Regions from separate parts of the Mus musculus genome. Here regions 2 and 3 are each linked to region 1. The links are chromatin contacts, called in public promoter capture Hi-C maps. All regions are on one chromosome and are shown on one strand. Each heading gives the region's core, a stretch centred on a gene start, on an enhancer-like site or on the middle of the called end of the contact. The rest is flanking DNA. Distances are from core to core; before and after follow the strand shown.

The links. Promoter capture Hi-C pulls out the DNA fragments that hold promoters and counts their contacts.
Region 2: a promoter capture Hi-C map of pre-B cells shows a contact between it and region 1, with 7 times the contacts expected there. The contact joins the promoter of E130215H24Rik here to the promoter of Thbd in region 1. A contact is called at or near these places in 3 of 39 promoter capture datasets (hippocampal neurons, neutrophils and pre-B cells), 1 of 115 datasets of contacts at active chromatin or transcription factors (pro-B cells) and 1 of 9 other capture datasets (liver).
Region 3: a promoter capture Hi-C map of pre-B cells shows a contact between it and region 1, with 3 times the contacts expected there. The contact joins the promoter of Gins1 here to the promoter of Thbd in region 1. A contact is called at or near these places in 4 of 39 promoter capture datasets (cranial neural crest, hippocampal neurons, liver and 1 more).

Annotation. Positions count from the first base shown.
Region 1 is chr2:148,406,267-148,409,842 of GRCm38.p6, forward strand. It overlaps Thbd (thrombomodulin), which reads right to left and starts at 1,922. Exons shown (of 1, transcript NM_009378.3): 1 at 1-1,922. The coding sequence starts at 1,680.
Region 2 is chr2:150,666,200-150,669,766 of GRCm38.p6, forward strand. It overlaps E130215H24Rik (RIKEN cDNA E130215H24 gene), which reads left to right and starts at 1,295. Exons shown (of 2, transcript NR_040331.1): 1 at 1,295-1,758; 2 at 2,262-2,733. Acss1 (acyl-CoA synthetase short-chain family member 1) reads right to left here and starts at 2,041. Exons shown (of 14, transcript NM_080575.2): 1 at 1,686-2,041. The coding sequence starts at 1,998.
Region 3 is chr2:150,907,377-150,911,279 of GRCm38.p6, forward strand. It overlaps Gins1 (GINS complex subunit 1 (Psf1 homolog)), which reads left to right and starts at 2,218. Exons shown (of 7, transcript NM_027014.1): 1 at 2,218-2,417. The coding sequence starts at 2,343.

The DNA.
Region 1 (3,576 bases), core at 672-3,171:
GGCGGAAGATGCGCACTTGTACTCCAGCTCTGCACGAGCAGCGCCCTGCTTCTTGCGCAGGTGACAGAGAAGCGCCAAAAGCGCCACCACCAGGGACAGGCTGGCAATGGAGATGCCAATGAGCACGCCAGAGTGCACTGGCCTTGCAGAAGGGGGACCTGTCGGAGAGCCTGGCGTAGGGCTGACTGGAGGCTCCCCAGAGCCCTCCTCTTCCTTGGTGTCTTCCCTAACAGGGATGGGGTCACAGTCTTTGCTAATCTGACCAGCAAGGGCTGTGTCAGGCCCGCAGATACACTCATAGGAGCCAGGGAAGTTTCGACATTCACTGGTGAAGCATTCGCCTTGACTGCACTCATCAATGTCCGTGCATACGGAACCCTCGTCCAGGATGAAGCCTTCAGGGCATTCACAAACAGTAGGAGAGTTAGGGTCACAGTCTGCTGGGCACGAAGTTTCATTGCAGAACATTTCGCACTTGTGCGGTTCATCCGGCTTGGGTGCGAAGCCTGGAGCGCAGATGCATCGGTAGTCGGTGGGGCTCACTGGCTGGCACTGAAACTCGCAGTTAGATCCGAAACACGGATCCAGAAGCTCCACGCACTCTCCATCCACCAACTCATAGCCATCATAGCAGAAGCATTCGAAGCCGCCCTTGGTGTTAACACAGAGCTGGGGACATGGATTGGGCCCCTGCTTACAGTCATCCACGTCCTCACACCGGTGTCCGTCTGCAGCCAACTGGTAGCCTGTCTCACACATACAGGAGTAAGAGCCTGGCACTTCAGCGTTGCTGACACAAAAATGCTCGCAGAGTTCGTTGCACGATTGAACCACAGGTCTTGCACACGAACGTCCATCGGCCTGCAGGTCCATGTCTCTGGGGCAGAGGCATCTGGGTTCATTCGTGCTCCTATTGCACAAGTACTCACAGCCACCATTCTCCACGCTGCAATTCCAGGCTCCTGTCGCTTCCCAAGCCCAGTGTCCCTCTGAAGTTCCGGGCGGGGCCCTGCACACCAGCTCCAAGCCAAGGGGCTCCACCGCGGCGGAACTGCCTACCGGCAGCGTTTGAAAGTCCGCACCACTGACCCCGAACGGGGTGTTGTAGGTACTAGAGATGTGGGCAGCCTCAGGATCGCGAGTATTCACCGTCAGAGGCCTGCAGGAAGCTGTGAAGTAAAACTCACAGAGGAAACCCTGGGTCTCAGTCTCGCATGGCTTCTCTTCCCAGGCCGGCTCGCCGGGTGCAGCTTCAGTTGCTGTCGAGACCGTGACGCACAGAGGGCCGCAGAGTGGAGCCGTCTGGTCGTTGGGCCGCGCCCACCTGCTGTAACTGGTGTGGTTATCGCCAGTAACCCACTGGAAGCCGCGCAGGGGCCCGAGATGCACCGGGTCGTCACAGCCCTGCGGGAGCTGTAAACCGATCCAGGGCCCTAAATCCATACTGCTCTGGCTCAGCAGAAGGGAGATGACATCGGCAGCCACTGAGGAGCGCACTGTCATCAAATGTCCTTGCAGGCGCTGGCAGGCCTGGCTGGCATCGAGGAAGGTCGCGGGGCCCTGGAAAAGCGCGAAGCACTCATGCTCCACGCATTGACTGCCTGTGGGCTGCAGCTTGGCTAGTGCGGAGAGCCCCAGGCTAGCTGGAGCCAGCACACCCAGAAAGAAAATCCCAAGCATGCTGTCCAGGGGTGCACCGTGCAAGTTCCGAGAAAAGCTAGCCCTGCGCTGGTGCAGACACCCAGTCCAGGCAGAGGGGTTTCCGTATGCCTGCGGCGACAGCAGCTAGCCTCTATCACAACCTAGACGTTTCTAGCCCAGGCTCCTAGTCCCTGCGAGGCAGCCTCTAACATGCCACTCCGCTGAAGCTCCAGTTTATAAATGCGCGGCCCTCCCTCTTTGCACGTTCGGGAAAAGGAAGGAAGTGCCTGGTGGGAAGGGCTGATGCTGCGTTCTCGGATTACTGGGTTCTCCGGACGCCTTGCGCCCGCCCTCCAGCCTGGGATCACCTCTGCGCGATGAGTTAAAAAGTCTGTCTGGGCGTTGGGAGGCCCTCGGGCGTGGCCTGCAGGCGCCACCACAGAACAGAACTGTGTCAGCAAGACGACAGTTCCTGCCCCAGACTCTCCGGTATAGCCCGCGGGTAGCCTGTGTTTAAACCTCTACACACGTACACACACTCAGACGCGAACACACACACACTCACACTCACACTTCCACATAGATGCTACCAAAGTTTGGAAGATGGTCCGGTTGGTGGGGCAGGGAAAAGAAAAGTCCAGTAGAGGTGTGTCTGAGACTTGCAAGACTCTGAAAAAGGTGAGCTAAATGCAAGGCAGGAACTCAGGAAGCCTGGCTGCATTGACAATCGGAGGTTTAGGTCCCAAATGACCTTGGAGGAGGCCAGGGGAAACAATACTAGGGCAGCAAGAGGAGAGAGTGGTCTAATAACCCCAAACCCTTCTCCAGTCTCCATTCCTCTCCTGTTCTGAGCAGGCATCTCCAAGGCCAGACCCTATCTAGTTGCTTGAGAACATCGTGCAAGTTTTGTCTGGGCTCAGAGATCATGGCCCCCTTTCCCAGTTCAATTCCTGCAGAATCCTCTGGGGAAGGTGTGTTGCGTTCCTTTGTTCTGGTTTGTTTTGTTTTCCTCCAAGCCTATCTCAGACCCCTCAATGAAACTGGCCCCGGGGTGGGGAGGGGGGGAGGGGGCTTTGCAAGGAGACTGTATGAGCTACAATAGAGCCTACTTGGTTCCTTTTGACGTGATCATTTCCATCGTCATTTGAGAGTCTCAAAAGATAGAGGTGCCTACACAATCCGTTTGCTCACAAAGGGCATTGAAGAGGAGTGTCTTGTGGGCAGCTGGGAGGGGAGGAAGGGAATCTGTCACTTAAGACTTTTAGATGCTAAGCACTCACCAAGAATGTGGAGGGCTGTGTTCAAATCAAAGCTTAGCCACCTCCTCCCCACCTCTCTCATCTGCCTATTCCCCAAGCGTGCGCGTCATCACACACACACACACACACACACACACACACACACACACACACCAAGAGGACCCTGCACTCCGTGGCAGTCACTTCCACCCCACTGCCAGGAGGCGGTGCTGTTGAACTCTAGACCAATCCAAGGACAGTAGAGCATTACTTACTACAACTGCTACGGAGCAGCTCAGACTGCCTGGAGCAAAGCTGAAGGTTAGGAAATTCGTCTGTGGGAAGCCTCGCGAAGTTCCCATGGCTTACAAATGAATAGCTTCTCTGGTTCAGTACAGCTCGGACTTTAGATGAGAACAGAAGGCTGCGGTGTCCTCACGTGGAGAAAAACATTCACAGAGGGACGCGTGGCCAAGAGGGTGAAATGAGGCAGGCAGATTTCTGAGTTCGAGGCCAGCCTGGTCTACAAAGTGAGCTCCAGGACAGCCAGGGCTATACAGAGAAACCCTGTCTCAAAAAAACCAAAAAAAAAAAAAAAAAAAAAAAAAAAAAAAAAAAAAAAAGAGGGTGAAATGAAAGCACTGAAATTGTAAAAAGAAGCAGGTGGAACATCCTCCATCTGCTTGCCCATGTGGGA
Region 2 (3,567 bases), core at 45-2,544, 2.3 Mb after region 1:
GTCGTCCCAGCGGCCTTGACCTCTTAAGGGAGGAGAGGTTTCCAAAGAAGCCGCACACTTTCTGCCCCCTTCCTTCTGCAAACTGCTATACTCACTTGAAGGACACTTTCTGCAAACGCAAGAACTTCTTAACCCAAGTTGAAGAATTTGCTGACTCAAGTCTAAAGGCAACACTTATCTAGTAAAAGACTCATTTAGATTAAACTTGTCAAGTGATATAATATACGGGGGAAAAATGACTTGTCCAAAGTTTCTTTAAAGTTTTGTGCTTTAAAAAAAGAACAGGGGGCTGGCAAGATGGCTCAGTGGTTAAGAGCGCTGACTGCTCTTTCGAAGTTCCCGAGTTCAAATCCCAGCAACCACATGGTGGCTCACAACCATCCGTAATGAAATCTGATGCCCTCTTCTGGAGTATCTGAAGACAGCTACAGTGTACTTACATATAATAAATAAATAAATAAATAAATAAATAAATAAATAAATAAATAAAAACAGACCCTATAATTTCTGAATATATTAAATCAGAACTGCTACAGCTTATTGATCACCAGTAAGCCTGGACAGGTTACTGTATCCCCACCCCCAGCACTGCGGTACAGACAGCATAAGAGGTGAGTATTGCTTTCTCATTTTACAAATGGGGCGATTGAGACGCACCAAAGCTGAAGAGGTAGTGAAACTGCAGACACCAGATTCCACCTCTAACTTTGGTCCTTAAACAAAGCATCACCTGCCACCTCGTCTTAAAGACCTTCAGTTCGTCCCTTACGCATCTCTGACCCATCCAACCCTCGCTCCCATCCCACAGGAATGCAAAAGTTCCCAACCCTCTGCTGTGCACCAGAGACACAGCCTGTCTGTCCAGCCCCTCTCAGTCCAACCCCTCCTTCAGTTCTCGGCTCCTCCGTGTGTTTCCCTGCCTCCACCCTCAGCAGAATCCGGGCTCATCAGAAAACTGACAGCTAGAGTGACTGATGTGTCTCGTTTAGAGATCAAGGGGGAGGCTGGTACATAGTCCAAGCTGGCTTTGAGTTCAGCTCCTCTTGACTCAGACTCCGGAGAGCTGAAGTTACACCTGCCTTTGACACTGTAGACGTTTGTTTTTGGGGTGCAGTTCTTAGACCGAGAACTTCCTGCCCACATACCCCAACCGGAGGAGATAAGCAGTTCCCTCCCAGGGGCTGACACTTTCTTCTTCCTGCACCCACCAAGCTCTGTTTACACTGCAAGGTTTGTCCTCAGGGGAGCCTCGAGCCCTAGCACCTGCAGTTGCCGATAGCAACCTATGTACTTTGCGTTTACCCTGCTGATCTGGGGGCCCTGAGTCAGAAAAGCCTGGACTCTTGGAGCATGGGCTCTCTCCATCTAGGCCTATCTGGGGTCCTAAGCTTTGTGTCTGAAGACAAAGCCCCCTAGAATCTGTGTTAGGGTAGAACACTCTGAGGTTAAACCGGGTATCCCCAGTTTCCCGCTAGAGACAGCGCTGCAGACTTGGGAGGGTAACTGCTGCTTCGCCAGCTGCAGTCTCTAGATCCGGTGGAATACAGAACAAAGTGACGTGACCCAAGGATTAGGGTGGGTGGTGAAGCATTCTGGAGAAAAGAGCCAAGGCCTGGGGGCAGCTGCTACTGACTGGAGCCTCCCGAGTCTCGGCGAAAATGAGCTGGACCCAGCAAGGCACTCACCAGACACATTCAACTGGCCTCCCAGGAACCAGCCGATCTTGCCCGTCCTGAAGTCACAGTCCCAGACAGTATGGTAAGGAGTGTCCCAAACTAGTGTGTCACGGGCCAGCGGCCCCCAGAAGGCGGCCGGCTCCTGGGCTGCCTGAGCGCTCAACGCGGGGTACGAGCCTGGTTGCGCTGCTGCAGGAACGCAGCCCGGGAGTCGGGTGGCGGTCGAGCGGGACACGCTCAGTGACCACCCCGATTGTCCAGAGCGCCCTTGCAGGCCACGCAGCAGTCGCCCCACACCGCTGCCGAGGCTGCGCGCCGCCATCTCGCCCGACGCCCCACGCGGGTGCGGTAGCCTGAGCGCCCCTAAGAGTCTCCACGGCCCCGCCCCGGCTCCGCCCCCGCGGCCACCACCCACTACTTCTCTCCCGGAGAAGCAGCTTCCTTGAGCCTGCCCCTTCCCACCTCTTCCCTCCTGGACAGGGACTCCGGGAGGTGGGTAGAACTAGGTTTTGTTGTGCGCCCAGTCCGGGGCTAGCCCGCGCTCTCGGCTTCAGTTTCCTGGGTTTCTGCGATCTCTTTTTACAGACCAAATAACTTTCTGGCTGGCGACAGAAGCTGCAAGTACACGGTTGGCCCAGCCTCCGGACCTGGGACACAGGCAGCGCTCTGAGATAAGATTGGGAACGCGTCTAAGTGGTCATAAGAGCGAAGCAGCTCACAGATGGTGTGGATGAACCGTCAGTTGGTTCAGCATACCATAGATTGAAGTCAAAGCTTTCCTCCTTAGGAGACCTTCTGAGAGTAAAGCCCTCTCCCAATGGTGTGGGCCTGTACAACCATGCCACACACACATAAATCACCCGCAGCGGGCTAAAGGGCTGATGAGCAACCCTGGGGGCCTTCAAACAGGAAAGGAGGTGCTATGAAGGCCTGAGTCCAGTAACAATATTTTGGTTACCAGCTGCTGACCTCTGCCAGGGCAGGTACCACTTCCTTGGGACCCTTTGCTGATTCCAGGTGGTGGGAAGCTATGGGAAAGAATAAATCAATGTCCATATCACATTGGGCCTCGTTGACCATCAGCTCCGTCATGAAGTTCAAGTTTTTGTTACTGAATAATCAAGAGTAAAAAGAAATGTGTCTCTACCAAATACTTAAGAAGTGAATAAATAATAAAAAAAATAAACACTAGAGGTCGGAGACTTTGGAAAACTGGTTTGTGGAGTTCTTCGGGCTGGCAAAGACTTTTTCCTGTTGGCAATGACAGCTGTAGATAGGTAGTTTCCTTGGAGGGGATACTGTGGGCAAGCTGCTGAGGAGGAAGGCGGTGCCAACAACTAGCACAGGCATATGTCCTGCCCTCAGCCAAGCACTTGTCCTTAATTCAAAAGTTAGGCAAGTGGGCACAGTGGTGCACATCTGGGGTCCCAGCTATTCACGAGTCCAAGGCAAAAAGATCACACCCTGGAGACCATGAGTTTGAGAGTAGCCTGAACAACATTGCTAGTCTCCACCTTAAGAAACCAAATCAAACCAAAAGCTAGGCTAGGGCCAGAAACAAAACAATGGAACACAGAAGGTTACATAGTGCTCGAATAAATAAGGAAGCACTCAAGCTAATAAAAAGAGACTTATAAAAGAGCACATTTTAGTTGAACACATAAAGCTATAGGTAAGAGAAAGGGCAGACTCTGCCAGGTGGTCTGAGAGATACCCACCAACACTTCCTCCTCCAGTGTGTACTCGGCATTTCCTGCTCCACCAAGACCAGGAGACTGAGCTGGAGGTGTGGAAGCTGAGTTGGGGGTGTGGCTCAGAGACAAAACACCTGCCTAGCATGCACAGGCCCTGAGTTCTACTGTCAGCATGCATAACCCTCTAAAAGGATGAA
Region 3 (3,903 bases), core at 968-3,467, 2.5 Mb after region 1:
AAGAAAATCCCTATTTATTTAGCTATCTACCTACTTACCTATCTGTTGCTTTCTGAGACAGGGTCTCATACTCTAGCCCAGGTTGGCCTGGAACTCTCTGGAATACTCTTGCTTCAGCACCTGGAGTGATAGCATTACAGACATGAGGCACAACAAACACCTCAACAAGTGGTTTCTTTTTAAAGTGGGGGCATTGTCCTGTTTGCAGCCTTAACAGATCACGCCACACTCCAAGCAGCCTCCCTTCCTCCAGGAACAGCTACAGGAATATGACAGACCAGTGCTTTGACTCTGAAGTCACAAAATCTTGCCTTCCCCAGCTGACCCAGAAATAGAGGCAAACTGACTTTAAGCAGCTAGCATGTAGCATGAGGTACTTTCCATGCCTACTACCTTGTGGCTTTGGACCACCTCCTCCCTCTGCAACTTTTTTTCTAGGATCTCTGCTTAGTTTGGTGGAACCGAAGTACCCCTCTTCAGAGCCCTACCATACTGTATGTGAATTGATAAGTAGCAAAGCTCTCACTTGAAGAACAGTTTGTCTCAGGACCTCTCTCTGAAACACCTCTCTCAACATTGTCCAGTTACTCTAACAGTCTTGTTAGCTACATTTGCAAAAGAACAAGACAAAAATCTATTATTGTTTTATAGACGTTAACACTTTTTTCAAAAATCAGCTAAATAGTAAGGCAATGTGGCACACACCTTTCATTCCAGCACCCAGGAGACAGAGGCAGGTGGATTTCTATGACTCTGAGGTCAGCCTGGTCAACACAGTAAGACCCAATTTCAAAGGGGGTGGGTGTGGGTGTGAATGAAACAAGTAGGTTTTATGGTATGGTTTTATCTTGGGTTGTGAAGGTTAGAGAATTTTTGTCTACTTGACACAAACGTAATTATATCTGGGAAGAGGGAATCTTGAGGAACTGCCTTCATCAGAATCGCTTGGCCACTCTGTAGGAGTATTCTTAATTAATAATTGACTTGGGACAGCCCAGACCACTAAGGGGAGTGTCACCCCAAGGCCTGGGAAGCCATGGGAAGCCAGTAAGCAGCCTTCTTCCAGGATCTCTGAGTTCCTGCCCTGAATACCCTTTATGGCATGGAACTACAACTGCAAGCTGAAATTAGCCCTTTCCTTTTTAGTTTATCTTTGGTCATGGTGTCTTATCACAGAAACAGAAGGCAAATCAAGAGTATTTTTACTGTTTTTTGTTTGTTTGTTTTTAAGATGGGCTCCTTTAGAACTCCTGAACTGAATTGAAGTAATCTTTCTCTGTCACAAAAGTTCTGGGATTGCAGGCATTCCACCATCAGTTCAGAACCAATTTTAAAACTGCTGTTATCTGCGACATTTTCCAGTTTGTGAATATTTTTAACTGTTTTAAAATCAAAAAGTGCCAGAGCAGAAAGTGCGAAGCATAGAGATCCCATTCTAGTCAGTTTATGAGCCATGTGACCTGCAGAGAGTTAACTGTTTTCGTTTACCAGTTCTGCATACTAGTAATCTCTTAAGGAAAGTTGTGAGAATTAACTGAAATATATGTCATAGTTCCTACCATACTAAAAGTACCCAATAAAAGACGGTTTCTCAGGCTGGGGAGATGGCTCAGCCGGTAAGAGCACTGACTGCTCTTTCAAAGGTCCTGAGTTCAAATCCCAGCAACCACATGGTGGCTCACAACCATCTGTAATGAGATCGGACGCCCTCTTCTGGTGTGTCTGAAGTCAGCTACAGTATACTTACATATAATAATAAATAAATTACAAAAAAAAGACACCCCTCCAATCCCCAAGTCCCTGTTTAAAAAAAAAAAAAAAGGTTTCTCTTTAATGTTAAACAACCGGCACTGCAAAACTCAAACACTGCATCATAACCAGTACTTTCTCGACTTTTCTTCAACCTAAAGGTGCCTCTTGCAATCTAAAGATAATAAATTCAAATGGAAAAAATAAAAAGGAGGAGAAGAATGTGCACTTTACTTTGCTGGACAATCGAAAACAGCCCTTTGTTTCAGCCCACAATCTTAGACGCAATTTACTTTCTGGCTTTGCCAGGGAGGAAACCATTCTCTTTAACCCCAATTTTCCTGAAGCTCAGTGAGGTTGCTCAATAAAATTAAATGTCCCTTCTCGGCCACCGTAGCTCAGTTCTCTCCCACCCACCATCCCCACCCCGCACCAGTGCACTTCTATTGGTTGAGCCTATTTGGCGCCAAAGCGAGGAGCTGGTTGCTGGTGTTGTGCGACTCTGAACAATAGAAGTGCCGCGGCCTGGGAACTAGCGACCGTTTGGGGTGACTTGGCAGTTGACGGGACCACGGGACCCGGGCGCGTCCGTCATGTTCTGCGAAAAAGCTATGGAGCTTGTCCGCGAGTTACACCGCGCGCCGGAAGGGCAGCTGCCGGCCTTTAATGTGAGGAGCGGCGGCCGGGAAGGGGCGTGTCGAGGGCCAGGCCTGGGGGCCTAGGGCGGGGCCTCATGCCTTGGGGCGGAGCCTATGCCTGCTGTTGCTTGCTGGAGGTTTTTTTTTTTTTGTTGGTTGCTGGGCTAACTTTATCTCTTTGCTAGATTCCGAGATCGGAAACAAGTTTGAAACGGGGCCAAATCGTAGGAAGAAAAAGACTCATACTTAGGTTACCTGTTGATTTGGTGACTTGCCCCATCTGAGCGTTTCTTGTTTTCGTTTTTTGAGATAAGTCCTCATGTAGTCCAAGCTGGCCTGGAACTCTATTTAAAAAACAAAACAAAACAAAAGAAATTATGAGTATGTGTCTCACTTGCATGAAGGTGCTTCATGGAAGCCAGAAGAGGGTGTGGGTTATAGGTGGGTTGTGGGTGCCAGAGCCATCCCTCCAGATCCACATGCATTTTTATAGCCAGCTTCTTGATGAGCCAGTAGCATCTTAATATAACCCCAGTAGTTCTGGGGATTGCTATGAAGCTGTGTCCCAGCTTCAGCCTTTGTAAACCATAGATTTGCTTTTCTTGTTTGTAGATTTTGCCTCTCCCCCCCATCGCCCCCCCCCCCCCCCCCCCCGCGCCCCATGTATCTGGGTTCATTCGGCTGGCTAGGAGCTGACACGTCATGGAACAGGGCCATGTGGAATCATGTAGAATGCAGTCTTTATTTCTGGCCTCTTTTGCTCAGTATAATGTATTTGAGACTATTCTAATATTCAGTAGTTCAGTAGTTTTATAATGCTTGTTTTTTAAGGATTTATTTTTAAATTTTGTGTGTATGAATGTTCTGCGTGCATGTATATATGTGGCAGCGTGCATGCCTGGTGTCCACAGAGGTCAGAAGAGATCAGTGAATTCTCCTGGAACTGACGGTTATAGACAGTTATGAATCACCATATGGGTGCTAGATGTGTCGAACCTGGGTCCGGTTAAAGGAGCAACCAGTGCCCTTAATCACTGAGCCATCTCTCCAGCCCCTATTGCACTTTTCTTTCTTTCTTTCTTTCTTTCTTTCTTTCTTTCTTTCTTAATCACTGAGCCATCTCTCCAGCCCCTATTGCACTTTTCTTTCTTTCTTTCTTTCTTTCTTTCTTTCTTTCTTTCTTCCTTCCTTCCTTCCTTCCTTCCTTTCTTTCTTTCTTTCTTTCTTTCTTTCTTTCTTTCTAGACTTATTTATTTATTTTACATATGTGACTACACTGATGCTGTCTTCAGACATACAGAAGAAGGCATCAGATTCCATTACAGATGGTTGTGAGCCACCATGTGGTTCCTGGGAATTGAGCTCAGGACCTCTAGAAGAGCAGACAGTGCTCTTAATCTCTGAGCCAATCCCTCCAGCCCCTATTGCACTTTTCCAATGGCTATTTGTTTTATCTTTTAAAAATACACATACAAATATAAACTTGACCGTTTTAACTTAGTGTATGTGCAGTACT